2 separate regions of the Sus scrofa genome follow, and region 2 is linked to region 1. The links are chromatin contacts, called in public promoter capture Hi-C maps. All regions are on one chromosome and are shown on one strand. The core of a region is the stretch at or near the end of the contact, and the rest is flanking DNA. Distances in the headings are between cores, read along the strand shown.

What was found. Promoter capture Hi-C pulls out the DNA fragments that hold promoters and counts their contacts.
Region 2: a promoter capture Hi-C map of fetal liver shows a contact between it and region 1, with 2.2 times the contacts expected there. The contact joins the promoter of RAB5C here to the promoter of CNTNAP1 in region 1. A contact is called at or near these places in 1 of 5 promoter capture datasets (fetal liver) and 2 of 2 datasets of contacts at active chromatin or transcription factors (alveolar macrophages and skeletal muscle).

The regions. Positions count from the first base shown.
Region 1 is chr12:20,154,522-20,159,636 of Sscrofa11.1, reverse strand. CNTNAP1 (contactin-associated protein 1) reads left to right here and starts at 2,296. Exons shown (of 24, transcript XM_021066979.1): 1 at 2,296-2,920; 2 at 3,771-3,872; 3 at 3,968-4,161; 4 at 4,613-4,760; 5 at 4,841-5,044. The coding sequence starts at 2,854. CCR10 (C-C motif chemokine receptor 10) reads right to left here and starts at 2,010. Exons shown (of 2, transcript NM_001044563.1): 1 at 1,987-2,010; 2 at 119-1,186. The coding sequence starts at 2,010. The coding sequence ends at 119.
Region 2 is chr12:20,612,250-20,617,105 of Sscrofa11.1, reverse strand. RAB5C (RAB5C, member RAS oncogene family) reads right to left here and starts at 3,115. Exons shown (of 6, transcript NM_001244254.1): 1 at 2,991-3,115.

The sequences.
Region 1 (5,115 bases), core at 1,047-3,546:
ACAGAAGCAATTCCTTTAGGTCCCTACCTCTTCCTCCGTGTCCCCCGCTTATTCCCCTTTCCCACTACCCTCCCTGGAATCATTTCCTCAGCCCTCCCCCTTCTCTTGATTCGCAGCTCTAGTGATCCCAGAAGGAGACACTGTTGGTCTCAGTGGGAGCCGAACAGGAAGAAAGGCGGGGCCGGCGGGGGCAGCGGCCGCGGGGGTGAGGCCCTGGACTGCAGCCCCCACTCCGAAGCAGCCTCCGCAGGTCCTGGCGGAAGCGCAGGCCCAGAAAAGCGTAGAGCACTGGGTTGAGGCCGCAGCGGGCGAGGGCCAAGCCTCCGGTCACCAGCAGTGCCAGATCCTTGCGCTTGCTGGCAGGACAGCTCCGCTCGCGGGCCGCCAGTAGGTCAGCAGTATCCAACAGCAGGGCGAGACTGTAGGGCAGCTGCAGTATCACAAACGCCGCCACCAGGGCCACCACGACGCGCAGCGCGCGCCGGCGCTCCGGCCCCCTGGTGGCCAGCAGCGTGCGGCCCAGGAGCGCGTAGCAGGCCGCCATGACGCCCAGCGGCAGCGCGAAGCCCAGGACCACCTGCGCTACGGCGCTCGCCCCCTTCACCGTCTGCGTGAGGCCCTCGGGGAAGATGAGACGGCAGCGCCGCTGGCCTTCCCGCTGGCCGTCCTGGCTGAAAAGGAGAGCAGGCAGCGCCAGGAGCAGCGATAACAGCCACACGACGACGGAGACCAAGTGTGCGCGGCCCGGCGCGGAGGGTCTCGGTCCAGCTGGGAGGGCTCGCGCGATGGCCACGTAGCGGTCGGCGCTGATACAGGCCAGGAAGAGGAAGCCGGCGTGGAAGGAGGCCGAGTAGAGGCCCGAAATGGCGCGGCAGGTGACACTTCCCAGACTCCAGCCCTGCAGAGCCCCGGCTGCAGCAAAGGGCAGAGTCAGAGCCAGCAGGAGGTCGGCCAGGGCCAGCTGGAGCAGGTGGGCGGAGGTAGGCGAGCGGGCAGCGCGACGGGCCGCCAGATGGGTGGCCAGGACCAGGCCATTGCCCGCCAGACCCAGAGCAGCCACGGTCAAAGAGACACTGGGTTGGAAGGCCCGACTGAAGGCCTGGACATCAGCCTTGTGGCAGAGCTCTGGCAACGGTTCAGCAGAATATGCCTCTTCATAGTCCCCGGAGTAGGGGCCCCAGGAAACCTGGGGAGGCCAAAATGAGAAGAGAGACCTTATGAGACATGCCTCCACCACAAGCCTCCCCCTCCCACACATGCATTCCAAGCTGGGAGCACCTGTGTGACCAGGCACAATGGTACAGTACACGGTGAGAAGACAAACTCTTCTCCAAACTCGTCCTAGCACACCCTCAACAGGCCCTCGCTTCCCTTGCACCCCTTCTGCCTCTGTGTCCAGCTTCCTTCGTGACCTTGGGCAGGCCTTTTTCAGGATCTCCAGTTGACTAATCTGTAATGTCGAGTTTAGAAATCCTGACTAGCCCACCTAGCAGGGTTGTTTGAAGCAAGGACGATAAAGGGTGTGAAGCATCAGTGTTCCGGGTAGGCCAAGCGTTTGTATTATCAGTAAATCTTAGAGTCAGTTCCTTTGCAGCGCCCTCTCCTGGAAGAACACTCACATGCAGCCTCTGCCTCAGACCTGGTCCCTGGAGGCCAGGCTTGGTCTGGAGTCCCTCCCCCCAACCCCCACCCTCCAGTACAGGTGCACTGAACTACTTATACCGAGGTGGTCATAAGGGTTGGGGCTTAGGTTTTCTGGCCTCGGTTGGGAACTCAGACTTCTAGCTTCAGCTCACCCTTCCCCTCAGCCCCAGTCCCGTCCCCCAACCCCAGCCGCACAACCCCAGCCCCATCTATCTGGTCCCAGAGGGCTCCAGGTGCCCTGGATAGGTCACAGCCGACCAGAGGCCTGGTGCCAGGTGGGGAATCCCATCCCTTCACCTTACCTCCCTCTCTGTAACCCTCCCCCCCTGCCCCCACTCCCACCTGCTCTGCGGGCACAGTCCCCATCTCTGGCTACTCAGGTTTCTGAGGTAAAGCCACTGCAGAGAGAAGTTAAACTAGAGGGACAGGAAGGAAGGGGCGGGGAAAAGGGCCAAGAAGGCGGTGGGGATTAGGGTCTGCGGGTCCTCTTTACCTACCTTTTTCCATTCTACCCCCTAAAAATAACTTCTCTTTACCCTGCCAGGAGAAGAAGAATGGGTTTTGGCATCTCATCATTTCCTGGCTACCTGTGTGATCCTGAGTAGGTGTTTTGATCTCGCTGAGCCTCAGGTTTTTCATCTGCAAAGTGGAGTAAGGGAAAAATGTAGAATTCACAGGGTGACAAGGGTGCCTAGCATGGGTGCTTGGAGCATAATTTCCTTTCAGAAATATTAGATTCTTTCACTTACTCTTCTCCCTGTCCCCAAGCACCCTCGCCTTCCACCTCCCTTTTCTCGGATTCTTCAGGACCCTAGGCTCCCTTCCCCCATCGTTGCGGCCACAGCCCCTCTCAGCCTCGGGTTATTCAGGGTATTTCCCGGTGGCTGGAGGCTCTACCCCCGCCCTTTCGCAGCAGGGCTGAGGCGCGCGCTTGCGCGGGGTCCGGGAAAGCGGCGCGTGCCAGGAGACAGAGGCTGGGGAAGGGGGGAGGTGAGAAGAGAGAGGGTGGAAGGAGAGGAGAGAACAGCGGCGAACCGGGAACGGCACGGAGAGAAGGGAGAAGGGCTCGGGGAGAGAGGAGAGAGGGAGGGGTGGGTAAGGAGGAGAGACAGCGATCCGCTGCGTACCCCAGGAGGAAAGTCGAACTGGAACCGGAGCCCTAGCTGGAGCCGGGCTCTGGGAGGCGGCCGCCGGACCCGTCAGCCCTGCATGATGCGTCTCCGGCTCTTCTGCATCCTGCTCGCCGCGGTCTCAGGAGCCCGGGGATGGGGCTACTGTGAGTGCAGGGCTCGCAGGCAGGCTGCGTGGGGGCCGGGAGTCCAAGGCCTGCAGGGCGGGTCCCACACCGCATTGCGGCTGGGTGGTCGCAGGTGCCTTCCCCGCCGGCGCGCGCTCCTCCGCCTTCATCCTTGCTGCCTCTCCCCCGCGCTCCGCAATGCAGCTCCGAGGCTGGCGCGCGTGCTCCAGGCTAGGGATTCGCTCGAGCTGAGGACAGAGTCGGCCCGGGGGTCGGCTGGGATTTGGGACTGGGATCCAAGAGGGAGCTAGTGCCCGGGTTTGAGGGTTGGGAATATGGGTAATACAGGTGACCGGGGCTACGGTTAAGGTTTTGCCAGGGGCTGGGGCTGGGCTTGGAGCCGGCCCAGGGTCTAGGGTTTGGGGCTGGGGCTGGATTCGGGGGCTGGGATCCACGCAGTATTTGGTGGTCCTGTACAGTGCTAAGATTGGACATGGAACTGGTAATGGTGTTAGGACTGGCTGGGGTTGGGACCAAGGCCTGGAATCGGGGTTGGTGCAGGTTTGGGGTGCTGAAGAATGAGATTGAGGCTAAATCTGGGGCTGGATTAATGTCTTGAGGTGACTCGGGCTCTGAAAGATGCTGAGGTTTGGCGTTGTGTTTTGGCGAGTACTGAAACTGAATTGGGAAGGGTCTGGACTAGGGGTTCCCCCAGAAGGAGAAGGCAGCCTCCACTAAGTGTGCAGCTGTTGCTGCGGCCCAGATGAGTAGATGGGCTGGGTCAGCCACTGGGGGATAGAGAAGAAAGAGCTCCAGATGCTCAGCTTGCTGGGCCTGTGGAAGCACCGGGAGGGGCCACCTTGATCAATATGTCGGTTTCCCAACCCAGACGGCTGTGACGAGGAGCTGGTCGGGCCCCTGTACGCTCGCTCCCTGGGCGCCTCCTCCTACTATGGGCTCTTCACTGCACCGCGCTTTGCCCGGCTGCACGGTGAGCGGGGCAACACCCCAGGGTGGGGCGGGGGACTCTGGAGGGCTGGAGGTAATGAGGGAAGCCAGTGGTGAAAGCCCTTGCCCCTTCTATAGGCATAAGCGGGTGGTCTCCCCGGATTGGGGACCCGAATCCCTGGCTCCAGATCGACCTCATGAAGAAGCACCGGATCCGAGCTGTGGCCACGCAGGGCTCCTTTAACTCTTGGGACTGGGTCACACGGTACATGCTGCTCTACGGTGACCGAGTGGACAGCTGGACACCGTTCTATCAGCAAGGGCACAACTCGGTATTCTAGGCTCCCTGTCCACACACTTGGGGAACCTCCTCAGCTCTGACAGCTGGGCCTGGCTGGGCACTAGCTTGGGGGGAGGGGAGGAGGCGGGGCAGGGCACAGATGAGGAGCAGTGACTTCCACTCCAGGGACTCAGTCCAGAGAGGCTGTCAGCTGGCCATGTGTGCAAGACAAGATGCTCCCAATGACAGTTGAACGCACTTCGAGGTAAAATCTAGGAGAGCTTCTTGAAGGAGGTGACATCTGAGTTGAGCTCTGAGGAAATAATAGCACGCCGAGAGGACGCTCTAGGCTAGGGAAACAGTGTTTGCCTAAAGCCAAGAAGGCAGAGAGATAAGGAGTGTCTGCCTTCCAGAAGCCGAGATTGGCTGGATGCGACAACCGTGGGCTGGGGAGGAACAAGCAGAGGGTGGGGCCGTGGTCATTCCTCTCCCCTTGCCCTCAGACCTTCTTCGGTAACGTGAACGAGTCGGGGGTGGTTCGCCACGACCTGCACTTCCACTTCACCGCGCGCTACATCCGCATTGTGCCCTTGGCCTGGAACCCGCGCGGCAAGATCGGCCTGAGGCTCGGCATCTACGGCTGCCCTTACAGTAAGGCTGCGAGGTCGTGGGGGGGCCCCGGGAGACACACGGTCTCCCCGTCCCCCACCCACCTACTGTCCTGCGCGCAGAGTCCGACGTGCTCTATTTCGACGGCGATGATGCCATCTCCTACCGCTTCCCGCGAGGGGTCAGCCGGAGTCTGTGGGACGTGTTCGCCTTCAGCTTCAAGACGGAAGAGAAGGACGGGCTCCTGTTGCACGCCGAGGGCGCCCAGGGCGACTACGTGACACTCGAGCTGCAGGGGGCGCATCTGGTGCTGCACATGAGCCTGGGTGAGCTCAGCGACCCGGGGGCCAAGCCTGAGGCTTTCCTGCCACGCCCTTCGCTGCACCTCCTCCGCGAA
Region 2 (4,856 bases), core at 1,866-4,365, 460 kb before region 1:
TTACTGGAAAAAAAGAGAGGCTCAGAGAAGTCAAGCAACAAGCCCAAGGCCACGCAACTGGTAAATGACAGAGTCCAGATGACAGCTCAGGCCTGGCTGACTGGAAAGCCTCTCGAGCCTTTCACCCCACCACACCACCTCTCTGTCCACCAGGCAGGGGTCAGAGGAAAAAGGATCCAAGAAGTACTTGCTTGGTGGGGCTGAATTTAAATTCCCGCCCCTGCTCTGTGTTTCCCTGCAAGTTCTAGTGAAAGGGGTCCTGGGTGGAGAGCCACACTCTTCCCAGGCAAGCAGGAGGCAGCATGGGGGTGGGGGAGAGCGGGGGGTTGGGGGGGGTGGGGGGGAGTCAGAGGCTAAGCAGAGGCCAGCTCTGCCAGTTGTCTGCCCCTTCCCCCTGCCCAGAGGGACCCCTGAGTCCACTCACTTTTATTTCATTTTCTAGCCATCACAACTTTCAGGTTCCCAAGAAATTAATGTCACGCAAATGTTAGCAAACGCTTAGGCCCTGAAGAGTACTGACCTGCGCCTCCTAACTGCTGTGGCCCCAGAGGCAGTGGAGGAAGGAGGATGGGGCTGGGGTGGGGAAGAAAACCGAACCAGAGGGGCACCAATGACGAGGAACGCTAAAGGGTCTGCACCTGGGCTGCTGCTTGCTCACCTGCATTCGTTCCACAAACAGACCAAAGGAGGGCCTGCTATAAGGGAAGATGAGGCACATCTAATTCCAAATGCCAAGCCCCGGCTCTACCCTTTTCTAACCGTGTGATTTAAATCAAGCTACGTCAATGCCTTCAGCATCATCTCTAAAGTGGAGACAACTCCCACTATTTCCCCGGACTCTTGTAAGGAACATGTGTGAAAAGAACTTGGCAACTTTAAAATGACATAAAAATTAGCTGTTACCACCTTTCTATAGCCTAAAGGCAGAAAAAGGCCCACCGGTTCTAAGAGGCAAAAGAGAGGAAGGGCATGGGAGGGGAGGGGCTTCTGTCCCCCACACAGTGCCCTGCCCCTCGCTGCCAAGCAGTATCAGATCTCTGCTTGGCCTCTATACTCTCTGGGTGCCTAAAGTGGCTGCCTAACCACCCAGGGCACTGGTGTCTTTCTGTCTCTCTGCAAGGGAGAGCTTTTCCTTCAAAAGCCTACTTCAGAATCAGAGCTGGGAGCCCACATCCAGACAAAGCAGTCGCCTCCAAAGGCTGGCCAGCCTCACCCTGGGTCTCCCAGAGAGATCCAGAAACACAGCCTACTGCCGAGGAGGTATGTCTAGTCGAGACCAATGGCCGGTGAACAGCTGGCCTCTCAGGCCCTGCCCCTTGAGGCACAGGCTGACCAGATTAGAGAAACCAGGCTGACCGCAGAAGTCTCTACCAACCCTCTAAAGAAGTCCACACAGACAGAGAGCTTGTGATCCGACTGTGGACCCTAACAAGGCAGGTTTTTTGGTTATTCCATACAAAGTAAGTGCATCCCAGGCTTAGCTCAAAAGTCTGTAGAAGACACTGGTGATGACTGTCCAGAAGTGGTCCGAAAGATCTCAAGGCAAAACCACCTCAGACCTTGCCATCTCAGGGCAGTAAAGGTGGCCCAGAATACTGAAGAGGTACCGAAATTCCCAAAGACTGTGTGGCCTTCCCTCCCTTCCTCCACTGTAGATAGCAAGGGTCAGTCATGGCCTCAGAGTCAGGCTGCTCTCATTAAGGTACAGTCTCAGGCCTGTACTTTGGCCACATAACAAAGAACCTCCCAGCCTGGTCTGAGACAGCAGCCATTTCACACACCTAAGTTTCAAGCAATGGACAAGGATCAGATGTCAGAACCAGCTGTCTCTAGGAAAAGCTGGGGAGAATCAGCACTTTCGGGTGTGGGAATTCCTTGGGTTACACTAAAAATTAGCACATGAAGAACCCAGAGGTGCCACTGTGATCTCCACCTAATCCTCTGCAATCTACAACTGAGTTGATCAAGTCCAGAAAGGAATGGAAATAGACCCTAGGACTAGAAGTGGCATGACCTGTTGATCAGGGAGGTGAGTGTGTGTTTAGCAGTGGGAAAGAGCCTAGCACTCCTCAATTCCAGACTCCTTATTTTTGGTCTTTTTCCTCCTCTCTAAAGACCAACGGACACCAGTCCCAGGACGAGCAGTCCCTCTGAGGTAGCTTGGAACCACTCGCGTGCTCTGGGAGGACCCGGTTGAGACTCCAGCAAGGGGGGAGGAGAAGGGGAGAGAGATGATAATGAATGGGCAGATCCACTCTGATCTGTGTGATCTGTAGCTAGGATTGAGCAAACCTCAGCTAAATTGTTCAGAGGCAGGAAAAGCGATACACTCAGGGAACGACACAACCAGAGAACACCATAACTAGAGGACGGGGCTGGGGCAGAGGGGAGCAAGCCGAGGAGAAGACAAGGCATTCCTAAAGAGTGACCCTGACTTTAAACTCTGCTAGGATCCTGGGTGGCTGTCTAGCTTGAGGAAAGAGAGGAAGTAAGGAGTTGTGGGAGCGGTCTCACCCAGGACCACCCCCCCCACACCCCGCCCCAGCCTCAGGATATCAAGATAAAATTCCTCTAGGGCTGGAGGGACAACAGTTTTTGTGGGACGGGGTAAAGGAAAACAGCGACAGACAACACTTCTGGCTACCTCTAAAAGAGAAGTCGGACAGGCTCCTTCACACCTGACAAAGATTCCTCCAATTCTAGGAGGAGAGGGAGCGAAACTTAGGGTCTCTCCCTCCCACCACCGGGCTGGACAGGCCAGAGGAGAGCCACAGGGGTTTCCCAAGGGTTACGAAGGGCAAGTAAGGGAAGGAAAGAAGAGCCCCCCCGGCCCCCGCTCTGGCTCGACGCCTGGGGAGCCCCTTAAGAGGGGGCTACGGGTCGGGGGAGGGGTCAGTATCCCCCCAAGCCGGGGCCGGGCGGGAGGAGGGGCTGCCCCGGAGAGGTTTCAACGCGAGCGAGACACTGGGTCCCGGGACAGGCACACTCACGGTGGCTCCGGGGCGGTGGCGTTACTTGAGGCCGGGGCTCGGACAGGCTCCGCTCCTCTCCCCCCGGCGGTGTCCCAGGCTCCGGCCTCCACTTCCGCCTTTCAGCCGCTCCGGATCCGGATCTCCACCTCCGACCCGCCCCTCAATACCCAGGTGACTGACAGGGCGGCGAAGCCAATGGGAGGCACTCTTGGCCGATTCACAGGCGGGGCTGGCGGGGAGCGCGGGAGAGGTGGGAGAGCGCACGCAAGGGACGGCGGGAATTGTAGTGCGTAGCTCCAGGAGGAGCCGCCTGAGACAGGCTTAGGGTGGAGCCCGATGTCGGCTAGGCGGAGCCCGGCCGGGAACTTTTTAAGGGCAGGCCTGCCGATCGCGTCATCGCGGGTTCCAGGCACCCCGAGGGGAGGCGGGTGGCGGAGCGTTGCAAGAGGGTAGGAGGCTGTGTGTGCAGAATTGGGAAAGGAAAAACATGATGTGAATGAATATGCACGTAAGGCCGCGTGGACCAGTCCTGAGCACTCGCTAGACTGGAGGAGCCCGTGTCTGCGCTTTTGGGCCAAGTCAGTTCTGGGAGCCCCACGGGTGGGGACATTTTGATATGGGGAAGATTATGGAAACGCTATAGTAAGGGCTTTCTGGAGACTACTGGGTAAGATCAAAGGGAGAGCCCCTGCCACTGCCCAGCAGTAAACTAGGACCCTCTGCCTTTGGCTCAACCGGAACCGACTCTGCCCCTGTCTCTCCCCACCCTCAACCAGTTCCAGCTCTTGTCTCTTAACTCCAAGCACAGAGCCAGACACTTCCCATCCAGTGAACTGGACCCACTTCTGTTTGCCCCCGCTTTGCCCTTCACATGGATCAGGGCTTTTTTTTTTTTTTTTCCCTGCTCCCCTCAGTATGGATTAGGACCACTTCTGCTCACCCCCAACCCCCCCAACACAGCTCCTCTGCTTCTGCATCTCACCCCCAGAGATACTACTCAGCACCTGAATGGAATACTAGCTCACCCGGAGGCAGCTGTGGGCATTGTTCCTATGACACCAGCCAACACCAAACATACCCTGGAGCCTGAGCTGGAGAATGGACCTTGCAACCTGTCCAGGACAACTTGCCCACACCTGGTTCCATTTGGTCACCAGGGTGCCTCTAACAACGTCCATACCACCAACCCCTTCAGTGATTGTCAGAGAAGTGAAAGCTAAGAAAGAAGAGAGAGCTTAAGAGAGCAAAGGGGATGGGGCAGAGTGGGATTCTTAGTAGGTTCTGGCTGGTGACAGCACTTCTTCCAGACCCTGCTGTTCCTAGCCTGCAACAGGCACAGGATTGGTTAATGCAGAATTAGTGGGGAGTCCTGTGGGTCACCTTGGCAGGGCTGGAGGTGGACTTGAGTCAGGGCTCTGTCCCTCCCACATATCGTGTCTGAGTCTGTGGCTGTGACCAGGTGAGGGGGAGGGTGGGTATGACGGGCCCATAGTGACTCATTACGGTTTCTGCCTCATCCCTGGGGCCCCTGGTGGCGTGAATGTGGTGCCAAGTGGATTGGTTGGCACCTTTGCCCTCCTAGAGACAGCAACAGGGCCCTGGGGTATGGTGGGGGAGTGACTACCTACCGTGTAGGCTCCTCCAAAGCCCTGGGGCGCTCAGACCAACCCCCAGAAACAGCCGGAGCCAACGCTACAAAAATAAAGAGTTTATTTCTATCCAAAAGTGAGCCCAGGGTGTTGAGTGGTAAAGGAGAGCTGGAGACCAAGGGGAGTTGTTGAGAAGTCAGGGCCCTGAGGTGGAAGGGGGAGAACAGGCGTGGCTGAGGTCTGGGGTGGGGTGGGGGGAGGAGTGCTGCTAGGACTGCGTCAAGTTCCTGGCAGC